Linked DNA regions of Zea mays: region 1 is linked to region 2. A link is a contact called in public Hi-C data. All regions are on one chromosome and are shown on one strand. Each heading gives the region's core, a stretch centred on a gene start, on an enhancer-like site or on the middle of the called end of the contact. The rest is flanking DNA. Distances are from core to core; before and after follow the strand shown.

Region 1 (7,031 bases), core at 1,353-3,852, 430 kb before region 2:
GAATGTCTAGTGACCCGAGAGCAAGCAGGGTAAAAACCTAGAGCAACATCATTACACTAGAGACATTGACACCAACATTGCTAAAAATCCGCTAGTTCTACTTCTAGCTAATAAGTTGCAAAGATAATCAACATGAAGGGTTCAACACCAATATATTTGTTACCTTTGCAACACTAAATTGCAAGACGAAATACACGTTACTGGAGTTGAAGCTGCTAGCAAATGGTGGTGAAATATTGGTGCCCACAGGCGTAGATTGCTGATCAGCACCGCCATGCTGATACAGTGACAAGCTCGCCATGCTGCCAGTATAGTGTGAGCCCGACCCCACATTTCTCCACATGGAAACCGTGGACCTGCACCCGTTTCAGGAGGCAATCGGCCTCTGCCTCTGCCCAATTGCTGGGTGGAACAGGCACGAACCTAGCAGCTGCAAATGCACTTCTCCATGCAATTGGATTGTCCACCTTGCCCCGCCCAAGCACCGAATCCTCAATTCTTGGCTGAATCAGGAACTTCTCAATCTTGCAGGCAGAATCAGCATCAATGCCAGCAGCATCAAGCGAATCAAGGAGGAACATGCAAGACTGAAAGCAGTTTAAGAAGTACTGTGAGAAGGGAAGATCAGCGCGATCAGCGCCATGGTCTATGGCTATCACAATCTTAGGAGCTAGCTGTTTCACCAACCCAAGGATCGCTGGCAGTGGTGGTGCACGAGCAGAGCAACCAGTCGGGAGGACAACAACTACATCTTCATCATCAGTGGCAGAAATGAATTCTGCAGGGTTGATCATATCAGCACTGATAGCACTGAACTCAAAGGGAATTCCAAGGTCAACAGCAAACTGTGCAATGTTGTCACGCGCAAGACACAGCTCCAGTGGATGGTGGGAAGCAGCTGATACAAAGGCAGTGAGCTTAACGAACGGCAGAGCTGCGCCACCTGCGCCACGGCAGTGTGCAAGTTCCTGCAAGAAAGAAGCCCACTGGCCTCCAACGCCAAGATCAAAATCGATGACATGGATACAGGACGACGTGCTGCCACCAATTTCGTCAAGAAGTGCCTGCGTTGCGGTGAAGTTGGTGAACTGGAGCACGGGCGAGTGATCAGAGAAAGTCTTGTACGCCGCGAGCTTGAGGGCAACGTCGAGCGGTGATTTGAGGTGGCAGCCGCCGTGATGGCCTTCGGCGAGCGCGAGGAGGGCCTCCTTGAGGTAGGAGGCGGAGCGGAGGAACGGCTTCCCGAGCGGGGGAAGCTGGTGATTGAGCCGCGCCAATATCGCTCGCGCGCCAATGGAATTGCCAGCTTCAGCGGCCTTTGCCGCCGCCGCCAGCTCGTCCAGCAACTGCTGCTGCGCCGCCTCCGCAGCCGTCCTCTTCATTGCCCCGTGGGGCAGTGGCGGCGAAGGCTGGAGCTGGAATGGAGCAGGACCATTTAGTGGTGGAAAGGCATGACCTTGCCCCGTCGGCGGCGGCGGCAGAAGCCGAGTTCGGGCGAGATAGAGGTCGCCTCCTATGGATTGATGACGTTTGGCCGGTGGATGGACGAGTGGCGACTGCTGATTGTAGCTGGGGAAGGAGGGGATGGACATGAGGAAGGTTGTGGCGGGGGTCGGCTGGTGCTGGTACTGGTGGAGGAGGCCGGGCGACTGCGTATCAAGAGGGGGCTTTGTGTCGATGCCTTCATGGAACAGCACCGGAAGCGGCGGCGGCTGGAAGGAAGCAGACTCCGGGGATAAGAGGCCGAAGGCCGAGGACGCCTTGTTGCCACCGCCGCCACTGTTGGTAGTTTGCGACACCGCACCAGGGGACGACATGTCAGAGGCAACGCCGCCGAGGTGGGGATCGAGCGTGAAACCCAGAGGGTCCGCTGCCGGGAACCCGAAGCCCACATTGTCGAGGAGCGGCTGGTGGTGCACGGGAAGCGGCGGTCCTGACTGATCCAAGTCGCCGGCGGCCCCAATGAACCAGTTCAAGAACGTCTGGTCCTGCGCCGCCGCAGCGGCGTTGCCGAGCATGGCGTCCCAGCTGTCGGCGACCACGACCCCCATGTCGAGGCCGGTGGGAATCGGCGGCAGCTCACAGCCGCCGGCCCAGTCCTCCTTCCCGCCGCCGCCGCCGTGCTCGCCGGGGGCTCCCCATTTGGTGGCTTCGGCGGCGGCGCTTCTGTCCGAAACCACCGCCACGCCGGTCGAGTCCTCAGCGCCGCTGCCCAGGGACGACGACAGCGTCGACGTTGAGTTGCTGGGGCTCCGCGTGCAGTCCAGCACGGACCACGGCTCCAACAGCGTCTTCGCCTTCCCCTCCGGCCAGAACAGCGTCTTTCCGCCTCCGATGGGGTCCGCAGCCCCGTTCCGCTGGGCACCGAATAGCGCCGCCCTCATCTACCGAATCCCATATAATCTCGCGGCGAAATCTGGGGGGGGGGGGGGGGGGGGGGGGCTAAGCAAACGGAACCAGATCATCTGCAGTACTGCAGGCTGCAGTGCGTTCGTCCATCGCAAATCCAACGGTTGCCAGGCGTCCCTCTCGCTCGACGTGCCGTGCGCCTGTCGGCCTCTATGTTTTGCTAGACTTGTACCTATAGCCCATATTCTGGCCCAATAATTTCTCCTATTGTTATTTGACTCCTCTAGTACGCAGCCTCTTTAGACATGCCGCCGTCAGTGCCAATGGAAGAAAAAGGCAGCGGGAAAGCAACATATCGAAGGAAAAATTCACTCCAGCACAACACCGTTTGCTGATGCAGCACAAAGAGCAAATTTCGAGGGCAAACGAGCGATTCATCCAGTTCAAGGGAAGATGGGAGAGGATGTGAATGGAGAACCCTACAAACCCTACACGTGAGTAAGATTTATTTATTTTGTGTCTCATAGCATTAGATTTCTGAACTTTTGATGTAGCCGTACAACACAAAGGAATTTAGTTATTGCCTTGTATACACAATGACGAAAGTACTAATGAATTTCAGGGAGAAAGTTTTGCCCTGTTTAGTTCCTCATGTTGGCATGAAATTTAGAAATCCAGAAGAGGGTTGGAAGTTTTGGCTGGCATACGATGGTCAGAGTGGTTTTGATGTTAGAAAGCACTATGCAAACAAAAGTAAGATTGATGGAAAGATAACATCATGTAGATTTGTTTGTGCCAATGAAGGTCATAGAGGAAAGGACAAAAGGAGTGATCAAGTAAAATGTCAACGAGCTGAAACAAGAACGGATTGTGAAGTGCGTATGGGTCTTGCAAAGGATAAAGAGATGGATGGATATAAAGTTTATGATCTAAAGTTGGAACACAATCATGACCTTCACTCACCAGAAACTTTTCACTTGATGGTGTCACAAAGAAAAATTTCAGAATTGCAAGCCTTTGAAATTGAAGCTGCTGATGATTCAGGAATAGGTCCTAAAGCATCACACGAATTAGCATGTCGCCAAGTGGGTGGACCGCTTAATCTGAGTTATACCCTACGTGACCATAAAAACTATTTGAGGGGAAAGCGACAACGAGAGATGGCATATGGTCAAGCTGGAAGCATGCTCAAATACTTTCAAGATAAAATAGCAGAGAACCCATCATTTCAATATGCGACACAAATGGATATTGAGGAGAAGATTGCAAACATATTTTGGGCTGATGCTAAAATGATTGCTGATTATATACATTTTGGTGATGTTGTTTCCTTTGACACTACTTTTGGAACAAATAGAGAGAGTCGGCCTTTTGGTGTTTTTGTTGGATTCAACCAGTTCAGAGAAACAGTAGTTTTTGGTGCTGCTCTAATGTATGATGAAACATTTGAGTCTTTTCGGTGGCTCTTTGAGACCTTTCTACAAGCACATAATAGAAAACAACCAAAAACGTTCTACACAGACCAAGATTTTGCAATGGGGAAGGCGGTTGAACTAGTGTTTCATGAGGCATGGCATGGATTGTGCACTTTTCACATAATGCAAAATGCTATCAAACATTTGCCTAAACAAGAAAAAGCTAAAGGCTCAAATGTTCTAGCTGATTTCAGTGCATGCATGTTTGAGTATGTGGACCAGGAAACATTTGACAGAGAATTTGCCATCTTGAGGACAAAGATACAAAAGCAAACTTGGTTAGACAACATTTACAATTTGAAAGAAAAATGGGCTGAATGTTATATGAAAGATGTTTATACATTGGGCATGCGAAGCACACAATTGAGTGAGAGTCTAAACAATGATTTGAAAATTCACTTCAAATCAGATTTTGACATCATTCGATTTTTGAAACATTTTGAAAGGGTGGTGCAAGGAAAAAGAAATAATGAGTTAAACTCAGAATTTGAATCGAGGAAAAAAATACCGAGGGTCATAATGAAGATACCTATGCTGTTGCAAGCAAGCAAGTTGTACACACCAGTCATATTTGAAGCTTTTCAAGGTCAATATGAAAGGTCTATGACATCATGCACTAGAGTATTGGATGGAAATAATGAATATCTTGTTGCAACAGGGAGCCTTGGTGAGGAACTTGTCCTTGATGAAGAGTTTAGAGTTATTGGAAATCCTTTGGACCAAACAGCTACATGCAGTTGCAACTTATTTAATAGAATTGGAATAATATGTGCCCATGCTTTAAAAGTTCTTGATTTAATGAATATCAAGTCATTGCCTACACAATATATATTAAAGAGATGGACACGACAAGCATGTAGTGGCATTGTACAGGATATGAATGGAAAAATATAATTGAAAATCCAAAGCTTGATGTATTGCTTCGTTATAGATATTTCTCTCACAAACTTCTGAATTTGGCACATCGAGCAGCCTACTTTCCAGAGTGCTCTTCACTAATGGACAACGCAATAGACCTCCTTAGCCAACAGCTTGAAGACAAAATTAGTACATGCCCAAGTATTTCTAATGCTGATCAAAGTGTAGCTCATGTTGATGTTGCTCCACCCAATGACACATTGAGTAATGCACGGTTAAAGAAAAAAGATATCCGTTAAGAAGTTCAAAGAGACAAAAACTTGGTTGGGAAGAAAAGCACAAAGGGAGGAAAAAAGGTCAAAGGAAAACTTTGGTGTCTGTACAAGTACCAATGGTATGTCAAAATTTTTAACAAGTGCATTATAGCATTATATTATTATAGACTTTCAGATATATTTTGAATTTTTCAACTTTCTTTTCTCGCAAGGCACAAGATATGGGGAAAGAAGCAAGCATCGACAAGGGTAAGGACTCTGAAGAATATAGGACCATCAGCTCCTTCACTCAACTACTGAATGGAGTAGGCAGTGATGATCTGAAAATTGAGGAATTATTTTAGTTTTTGGGCAAATCAAGAGAGCTAGTTTGTTATTGACACCTGTATTTTGTTCCTGGAATTGTAAGGTTTAAACTACACTGCAAATTGTGGAGTATTTTGTTAGAAAGTGCACACTGCAAAAACATTCAGTCTGGATTGAATGTTCAGACTAAAACAAAAACGTTCATCAGGAAATCTTCAGTGCTAGAATTCTCAATAGTAATTACATTCACTTTCTTTCAAAATTTTAGTTTACAAATCATTCCTCATCATACAACCTTGCTGTACATGTAAATTAATTGGCAATGCTAAACAATCTAAGCTGTTGTCTGCTGAGGAAGAAAAAGAGGAAACAACGAAGCTGCTGTCTGCACATCGAGCGAGAGGGACGGGCTGGACGCGTCCGACGACGCACTGCAGGGCTAGACGCCTGGCAACCGTTGGATTTACGATGGACGAACGCACTGCAGCCTGCAGTACTGCAGGCGATCTGGTTCCTAAGCAAACAGGGATGGCGTGGTGGAATTATCGGCGTGGTGCGATAGTAAAGACTAAAGAGTATGGAACAGGGAGATGATGGAGGCAACGGCGCAACCGCGCCGCAAGCATAGCTGTACATTTGGGTTAGGCCCAATGAGTTGGCCCGGAGCACGAAAAACAAGTACGGTCCAGGCACAGCACGACCCAAAATAATTTAGTGCCGGGCCAGGTTTGGGGCGAGGTCACGGCCATGGGCGGGCACGAGCACGACCCGTTTAAGGCAGGCACGAAATGACCCATATAGAGGCACGAAAAGATCCATATATTTATTAAAACACACTTCATTCCATATTTTCATATACTTGATAAAGAATACAAAGCTAGAGATAATGCTAGTTAGATGTTTTTGTAACTTTGAATTAGAGTATGTGATGTAATTTTACTTTTGTTATGAACATTAAACAATAAACTGAACTTATGAACTTTGTATAGAGCTGATTATACTCTTTTTCCTTCTAACAAAATGATTTGTAAACGAGGTAGTCATTGCATAGCTGTGGTAACTTTAATACAAATATTAAGTTTGCTTTTGTTCAAATTTATTTGTCTTATCTTTTATTTGTTTTATTTTTTTTAAATTTAGGGCTCTGATGTGAATTTTGGGCCAAAAATTGAATTTCGGGCCAAGAATTGAATTTCGGGCTTTTATAATTTTGGGCCGCCCGAAATGAGCCCGACACGTTTAAGCAATTACGGGTCGGGCCATGGGCCGAGGGCTAGGCCCGTGGGCCGGCCCGGCACGACCCAAAATTCAAACGGGCCGGCCCGAAATTCAAACAATATGGGCCTTTTTGGGCTTGGCCGGGCCAGGCCGAGTGGCCCGAATGTACACCTATAGCCGCAAGGCAAGGAGTGCGTAGAGATGGCCAAACAGGCCGCCCGACCCGAGCCCGGTGAAGCTCGACCCGTTTTGGGCCCGGCCCGCCAGGCACGGTTAGAAAATCGGATCGATCCGTCTAAGCCCGTTTTCCTGTCCGAGTCCGGCCCGCAACGGATCTAAACGGGTCGGGTCGGCCCGTTACGAAAAAAGCGGGCCGAAAAGCGAGCTAAGCGGGCTAGTAACTAGTAAGCACGTTTTAGTGCAAAAAAGCGGGCTTAACAGGCTTAGAGGTAAACGGGTCGTGCCAAGCTAGCCCACCGTGCCTAACTTCCTGTCTGAGTCTGGCCCGCTTATTCGTGCCGTGCCGGGCCGGCCCGGGCCCGCATAGAAC
Region 2 (6,243 bases), core at 1,309-3,808:
CACAACACGAACGAACACACAAACTGCAGGTCTTCTGGGCCGCACCTTCAAGAAGGAGAAACGACGTCGAAAAGTCGTCGCCGCCCGCCTGGTACAAACCAAGCAAAGTTTCCTCTGAAGACCTAGCAGAGCAGTGTAGATCGCCAGCACCAAGAAGAAAGCTGAAAGGTCAGCCACGCCGATGTCACCCCGCCAAGCCATCGCGTGTTGTCACCTTCTGCCGTCCACCGACGCACCAACCCACCAGCCCCAACCCTCAGAGCCCCAACGCCGGTCGAGCACCAGCGAGAGACCTAAGAAGGCCAAGGCGAGGGTTCCCGCATGGGGCGAGAGGTCCAAAGACGGCACCCTCGATAGGGTAGGGGTGGCGCCCGCGGGCGTCACCGCTGTCCGCCTGCAAGCGAGCATGGCTTTCGTCGCAGGACCTCCCACCACACGCCGCAACGCACGGAGCCAGCCGGCCCTGCCCACACCACAGGCCGAAACGAGAGGCGGAGAGATAAATCTAGCCGGAGAGGCTCAAGATCCGGCCCCCAGCCCCACGACCATGACCCACCACCTGCAGAAGGCACCGCTGGCAGCCGCAGATCCACCAACGCCCCCGATCCAAGCACCACGCTACAAGCACAAGCGAGCCACGCCGCCGCCGCAGCGGGCCGGCCGCGTGCGTGGGCGCCAACGTCGCCGGCCAGCCACGGCCATGGCCACGCGAGCGCGGGCACTACCGCCACGGGCTAGCCGCACGAGCCACCATGGTTGCGGCCACAAGGCCACCTGCCCATGCCAGCAGGGAGGAGCGGCGGACGGCGACCAGCCCCTAGATCCGGCCAGTCAGCCCGCCGATCCGGCCTTCCCAGCGGCGGATCAGGTCGCCGGCCACCTCCAGGAAGAGGGAGGAGTGGAGTGGGTGGAAGAAGGGAGGGAAATGAGTGAGAGAGCAGTCCCGCCGCCGCCCTCCTCGCTGCTCGTCGAACTTCCGGCGAGCTGCTCCGGCGACGGCGGGGGTGAAGACCGGCGGCGGTGGGTGCGGTCGATGGGGAGCCGCCCGTGTCGCCCAGAGGAGGATGACGTCAGAGCAGGAAAGAAATTAGGCTACTACTGCGAATTTTTAGAGCACAGTATTTCCATGAACACCGAAGTTAAATCCGTCCTTTTAAGATAATATGCTATGCAGCAGGTGATCAGCACAAGATCCATATTTATGAATCTGAGGGAACACAAAGACAAATGATATTTAGGTGGAACTAGGGACACCTCATCATCTGATGTTTGTGATCTACATGTATTCCCTTGTCCTGTTGCCTGAAAAACAATTGAAGGCACCAATCATATTACACTAGGAACGAACATGGCATCATTTGCTCACATGCAGTAAGATTATTTAGTACGTACAGAGTTGGACGTGGATACTTCATGGTCCACATCTGAATCAAGAGATCCATCCTCTTCCTCTGTTTCCTCAGGCACTGGTGAGGGAGGATTGGCAGGGACATAGACCACCCTCAGCTTGAACTCCTCAACTAACTTACCTGGTGCTTTACTGAACTACAAGCCACAAACGTTAACGTTACACAATACTACTGTAAAAGTAAGCAATGCACAGTGCCATTTAGACTCCAGAAACCCGAGTTCTACCAGAATTTACCATGTCAGGGACAATGTCCTTCTGCGTCGTCCCCTCCTCCACAGCAATGCTCTGAACAAGAAACTTGTCCTTGCAGTGGTAGTCCGGGGGCATCTCCTTGGGCGCTTGCATCGTTACTACACCAATCTCATCAGAATATATAGCAATGAGAACGATTGATCAGACCATACGACAAAGAAACACGAAGCAGACGACGCACTTGTGATGCCACAGGATCCCCTGGGCGGCACGACACCGGAGGCAGAGCGCACCGAGTACTTCCTAGGGTTCGTCGTCTTGACCTGCAGATTCGGAGAGATACACGGGGAGACAAAAACCAGTCACTTTAGCCTGACTCCGATGCGCAAGGTTGCACCTTTCACTAGAACGAGATTCGTTCAAATTTGCCACCTTGAAAGCCACCCACCGGTCGGTCTTGTTGACGAGCTCAAGACACGCTGAGTTCTGCTTCCTGAGCTCGACTGCTCACGGCATCAAACACACAGACGGCAGCGAGGACCCGATCAGTCCGATATGCTGAAGAACGGTAGCTAGGATATCCATATAATATAAGCACTTACATGGCATCTTCAGGTCGGAAGGGTAGACTCGAAGCAGCGTGTTGCTCATGGCGGCGATCAAGGAACAAGGATCAGGAGGGGGGGAATTGAGCGCCCCGCTTTCTCCTATCCAAGAACCCGAAAACTGATGGAATATCCAAGGCGGGGCCACGGCGACGGTTGCTGCTCCCGGAAGCAAAAAAAAAAAAAAAAAGAAAAGAAAAAAAAAGAAAAAGAGTATCGGGGCACGAGAGAGACAAAGTGTGACGGCTTGACGAGTATGGTTGGCAGCGCGGAGGCGGAGCTGAGGCCTGAGGGGGGCTCGGCCTTTTGGTAGGGGGAGAAGAACTGAATCGGAGGATCAGATGGGCTCGGGCTCGAGAGGAGGGTGGAGTTTTGGTTGGCATAAAAAGGATGAAGGTTTGGGAGGCCGAGGAATGATTGGTTACGGCGGTGGCCGTCCGTGCCAATCAGGGTCTCCCTCCCTCCCACTGCAATCGTTTCGCCATTTCGCGCGTTGGTTGGCTGGAGTGGTTGGATTCGGGCGACCCCAGCGCGCAGCGCCCGTTGCCCGTTCGGATCGGCTGGGGATCGCGCCGCCCACCCACGCTGGCTTGGAAAGGGACGGACGTGTACCTTGCGGCCGTGACGTAAACTGCAAAAAGGTCTCTCTCTCTCTCTTTGTGAGCCTGGGGCCTGGGCTCCGCGAGCGCCGCAGTGAATTTTGACAGAACTTCGATGTCCACCTCATTTGAGAATCGGTCGTTTACCGGAAAGTCTACAGTTTCCGCAGATTGCCCCATTGGCCATCGCTGTCGGTACGATCGTTAGAATGGTGGTTCAGACGCAAGAATCTTGCTCCCCTTCTCAACTGCGTCCCACGATCTAACATGATCGAAGATATTACCAGATGCACTGTTGTTGGTTGGTGCTGCATTATTGGAGTTGGAGGTCAGGTCTCGCAAACAATGATTCTAGGTTTCGGGAGCGCGAGGCTGTCTAAAACTGTTTCGAGATTCGCATGGGTCAACAACACCTTCCTCGTTTCTCCTTCTCATTCCGTGGCTTTCACGAATCTTGATATATATGTGGTAAGGGCCGTAAGGCTACCTCCAGCAAGCTCCTGTAAAGCCTTCTGTCCGATATATCTAGCGGACGGCAGCGTCCCGTACCGCTCCAGCAGCAAGTGATAAACCAAACGCTAAAATATACCGAACGTTGTTTAGCTGCTATATTTGACGGATCCTTTATCGCTCGAAGCTGCAAGACAACAAGTCGGAGTGGTACGAGGCTGTAGGCTCTGAATAAATGGGACCCACGTGGAGGGGACGCTGAAATAGTGATTTTAATTGATTATTTAATATAGAGGATGAGATATAGAGGATATTGTTGGAGAAAGTGAAGATATAGAGAATAGAATATTTTAGAATGATCTATAAAAAAATAGAGAATATTTTTTTAAAAGATGAAATTTAAAGGAAGTTGTCGGAGACAGCCTATCAGCCGGAAGATAAGTACACGGTCGCCTACCTTAAGGAAAAAACTCGGCTGTGCGTAGGAGTCTTTTCCTTTACTCCAAGCTCTCTTGCTAGACATGGCGTTATATTCGCATGTCCTACTCTGATAGTGATATCCCATTTCAAGTATATGTAAAAAAATTGATTTAACCATGACTGGTCATGGATAGCACCAGACCTTGCATCGTTCATTGCACAGGTGAAGCAACATCTAGTACCTTGAACAGGGGCGCCAGTGGATTAGTATCGCGCGCAGCGCCAGTCTTGTCCTGAGCGTCTATATCGGCCTATTTGCTTCGGCTTTTTTCTGACCAGCTTTTCTGAAAATCTGGTTGGGTTAAGAATCTGGCTGTGAAAAAAATCTGAGTATCATTACGATTACGTATGGAGGAAGATAAAGTTATCCATGGGGCTCAGGATCTATAAAGTGACAGATTACTATTATTGCGTTAACCGATTATATTTTTATATTGATTTTGAATGGTTTTTACCTAAACGAATTTTATAGAAGCTGGCTGAAAAGTTGAGTGTTTGGCAATTCGCAACAACTTTTGGTGGCCAGAAGCTGCGAAAAGCCGAAACAAACAGGGGCTACGAAGACCCCATCTTATATATATATATATATATATATATATATATATATATATATATATATATATATATATATATATATATATATATATATATATATATATATATATATATATATATATATATATATATATATATATATATATATATACACACACACGCGTCTATATGTATATAATTATTTATATACTCTTACAAATATATCACTAAACTACCAAGAAAAATATTATTTGACACAAAAAATAATTGACATATAATACTTTAATATTTATAAATGATAAGTATAAATTATAATCATAAGCACTTACTTACACTTGAAATCATCTAGAAAAATTCCTTCTGACATTTCGTAATACAAAGTCATCAATTATACTATTGATATCAATCTCGTCCAATAATTTTTTTCTCGATGCATAAAGTCGCCAAATGATTTAACCTTTCTTGAGTCATTGTTGACCTCAAATAGTTCTTCAATAATTTCAATTTTGAAAAGCTTCTTTCTACTAATGCAACAGTCACAGACACAGTAAATAATATTCGATAAGCAATGGAAACATTAGGATAACAATCCACCTCTCTGACATGCTCGAAAATCTCCATAGCAGACAATACTTCATCTGGCAAAGTGAATTTCATAATCTTCAATTCAGAAATAAGATCATGTACCTCAACATCAGATAAGCCATCATGAGATAAAGTGTTTGCGAATTTGGTGCAATGCTCTTCAAGTTCAGTATCATTTAATGACTTCACGGTGCTTGAGCTCAACAAAAATCCGAATATACCTTTAAACACCATGAGTTCTTCAAATCTAGTCTTTAAAGAAGTGATAGCCATATCAACCAAAACCAAAAAATATTTAACTTCAAAAGCCCTCTCAACTTCTAGGATTTCCTCTTGGGAACTACTTTCATCAAATTGCTTCTTCCTCAAAACACGACGTTTTTCTAAAAATGAAGCCTCTACACCCATTTTATTTGCAATACTTTTGGCAATGATCAGACTACAAGAAAACCCCTCATTTCTATATTTCTCAAAATATTGCATCATATCTTCCATTAACTTCAAAGTAGTGTCAATGTTCATGGCTGGCGACTGTAACATTTTACTCACTTTGTTTACAGCATATAGAACATCATGCCAGATAATCATACCAAGTAGAAACTCGAAGCTGACAAGTGCATCAAATAAATTTTTTGCATCACTTTTGTCTTTGGGTTCAACATCAGAAGCATGACGTAACTCAGACAAAGCTGACTTTAACTCAGTAGCTTGATATCTTATTGTTGTAACACTTTTGATTCGACTCTCCCAACGAATATTGGATAAAGATTTGACAGTTAAATTAGGAACATGTTTAAGCAAAATATTCCACCTTTTCGTAGAACCAGCAATTAATACATATATGCGCTGAACAATCCCAAAAAATGAAATAGCTTTCCTACAAGATTTTGCCATATCACAAATAGTAAGATTGAGACTGTGGCATGTGAAAGTCGCCTAGAGGGGGTGAATAGGGTGAATCTGAAATTTATAAACTTAAGCACAACTACAAGCTGGGTTAGCGTTAGAAATATAATCGAGTCTGAGAGAGAGGGTGAAAAACAAATCGCAAGCAAATAAGGAGTGAGACACAAGGATTTGTTTTACCGAGGTTCGGTTCTTGCAAACCTACTCCCCGTTGAGGTGGTCACAATGACCGGGTCTCTTTCAACCCTTTCCCTCTCTCAAACGGTCACTTAGACCGAGTGAGCTTCTCTTCTCAATCACACGGGACACTAAGTCCCCGCAAGGACCACCACACAATTGGTGTCTCTTGCCTTGGTTACAATTGAGTTGGTCACAAGAAGAATGAGAAAGAAAAGAAGCAATCCAAGCGCAAGAGCTCAAATGAACACAAATGTCACTCTCTCTAGTCACTATTTGATTTGGAGTGATTCTGGACTTGGGA

Evidence for each region. Hi-C and Micro-C count contacts between places; a contact is called where the count stands out from the background.
Region 1: a contact with region 2 is called in a Hi-C map of bundle sheath, with 2.7 times the contacts expected there. The contact joins the promoter of LOC103627519 here to the promoter of LOC100191760 in region 2. A contact is called at or near these places in 2 of 25 Hi-C or Micro-C datasets (bundle sheath and tassel).

What each region holds. Positions count from the first base shown.
Region 1 is chr5:197,201,414-197,208,444 of Zm-B73-REFERENCE-NAM-5.0, reverse strand. It overlaps LOC103627519 (protein FAR1-RELATED SEQUENCE 5-like), which reads left to right and starts at 2,602. Exons shown (of 3, transcript XM_008647812.4): 1 at 2,602-2,843; 2 at 2,972-5,076; 3 at 5,170-5,506. The coding sequence starts at 2,803. The coding sequence ends at 4,718. LOC100279420 reads right to left here and starts at 2,442. Exons shown (of 2, transcript XM_023300204.2): 1 at 688-2,442; 2 at 1-587. The coding sequence starts at 2,384. The coding sequence ends at 509.
Region 2 is chr5:196,771,131-196,777,373 of Zm-B73-REFERENCE-NAM-5.0, reverse strand. LOC100191760 (vesicle-associated protein 1-3) reads right to left here and starts at 2,558. Exons shown (of 6, transcript NM_001385239.2): 1 at 2,206-2,558; 2 at 2,036-2,106; 3 at 1,845-1,926; 4 at 1,646-1,761. The coding sequence starts at 2,254. LOC100304161 (transcription factor TFIIIB component B'' homolog) reads right to left here and starts at 1,093. Exons shown (of 11, transcript NM_001350089.1): 1 at 1-1,093.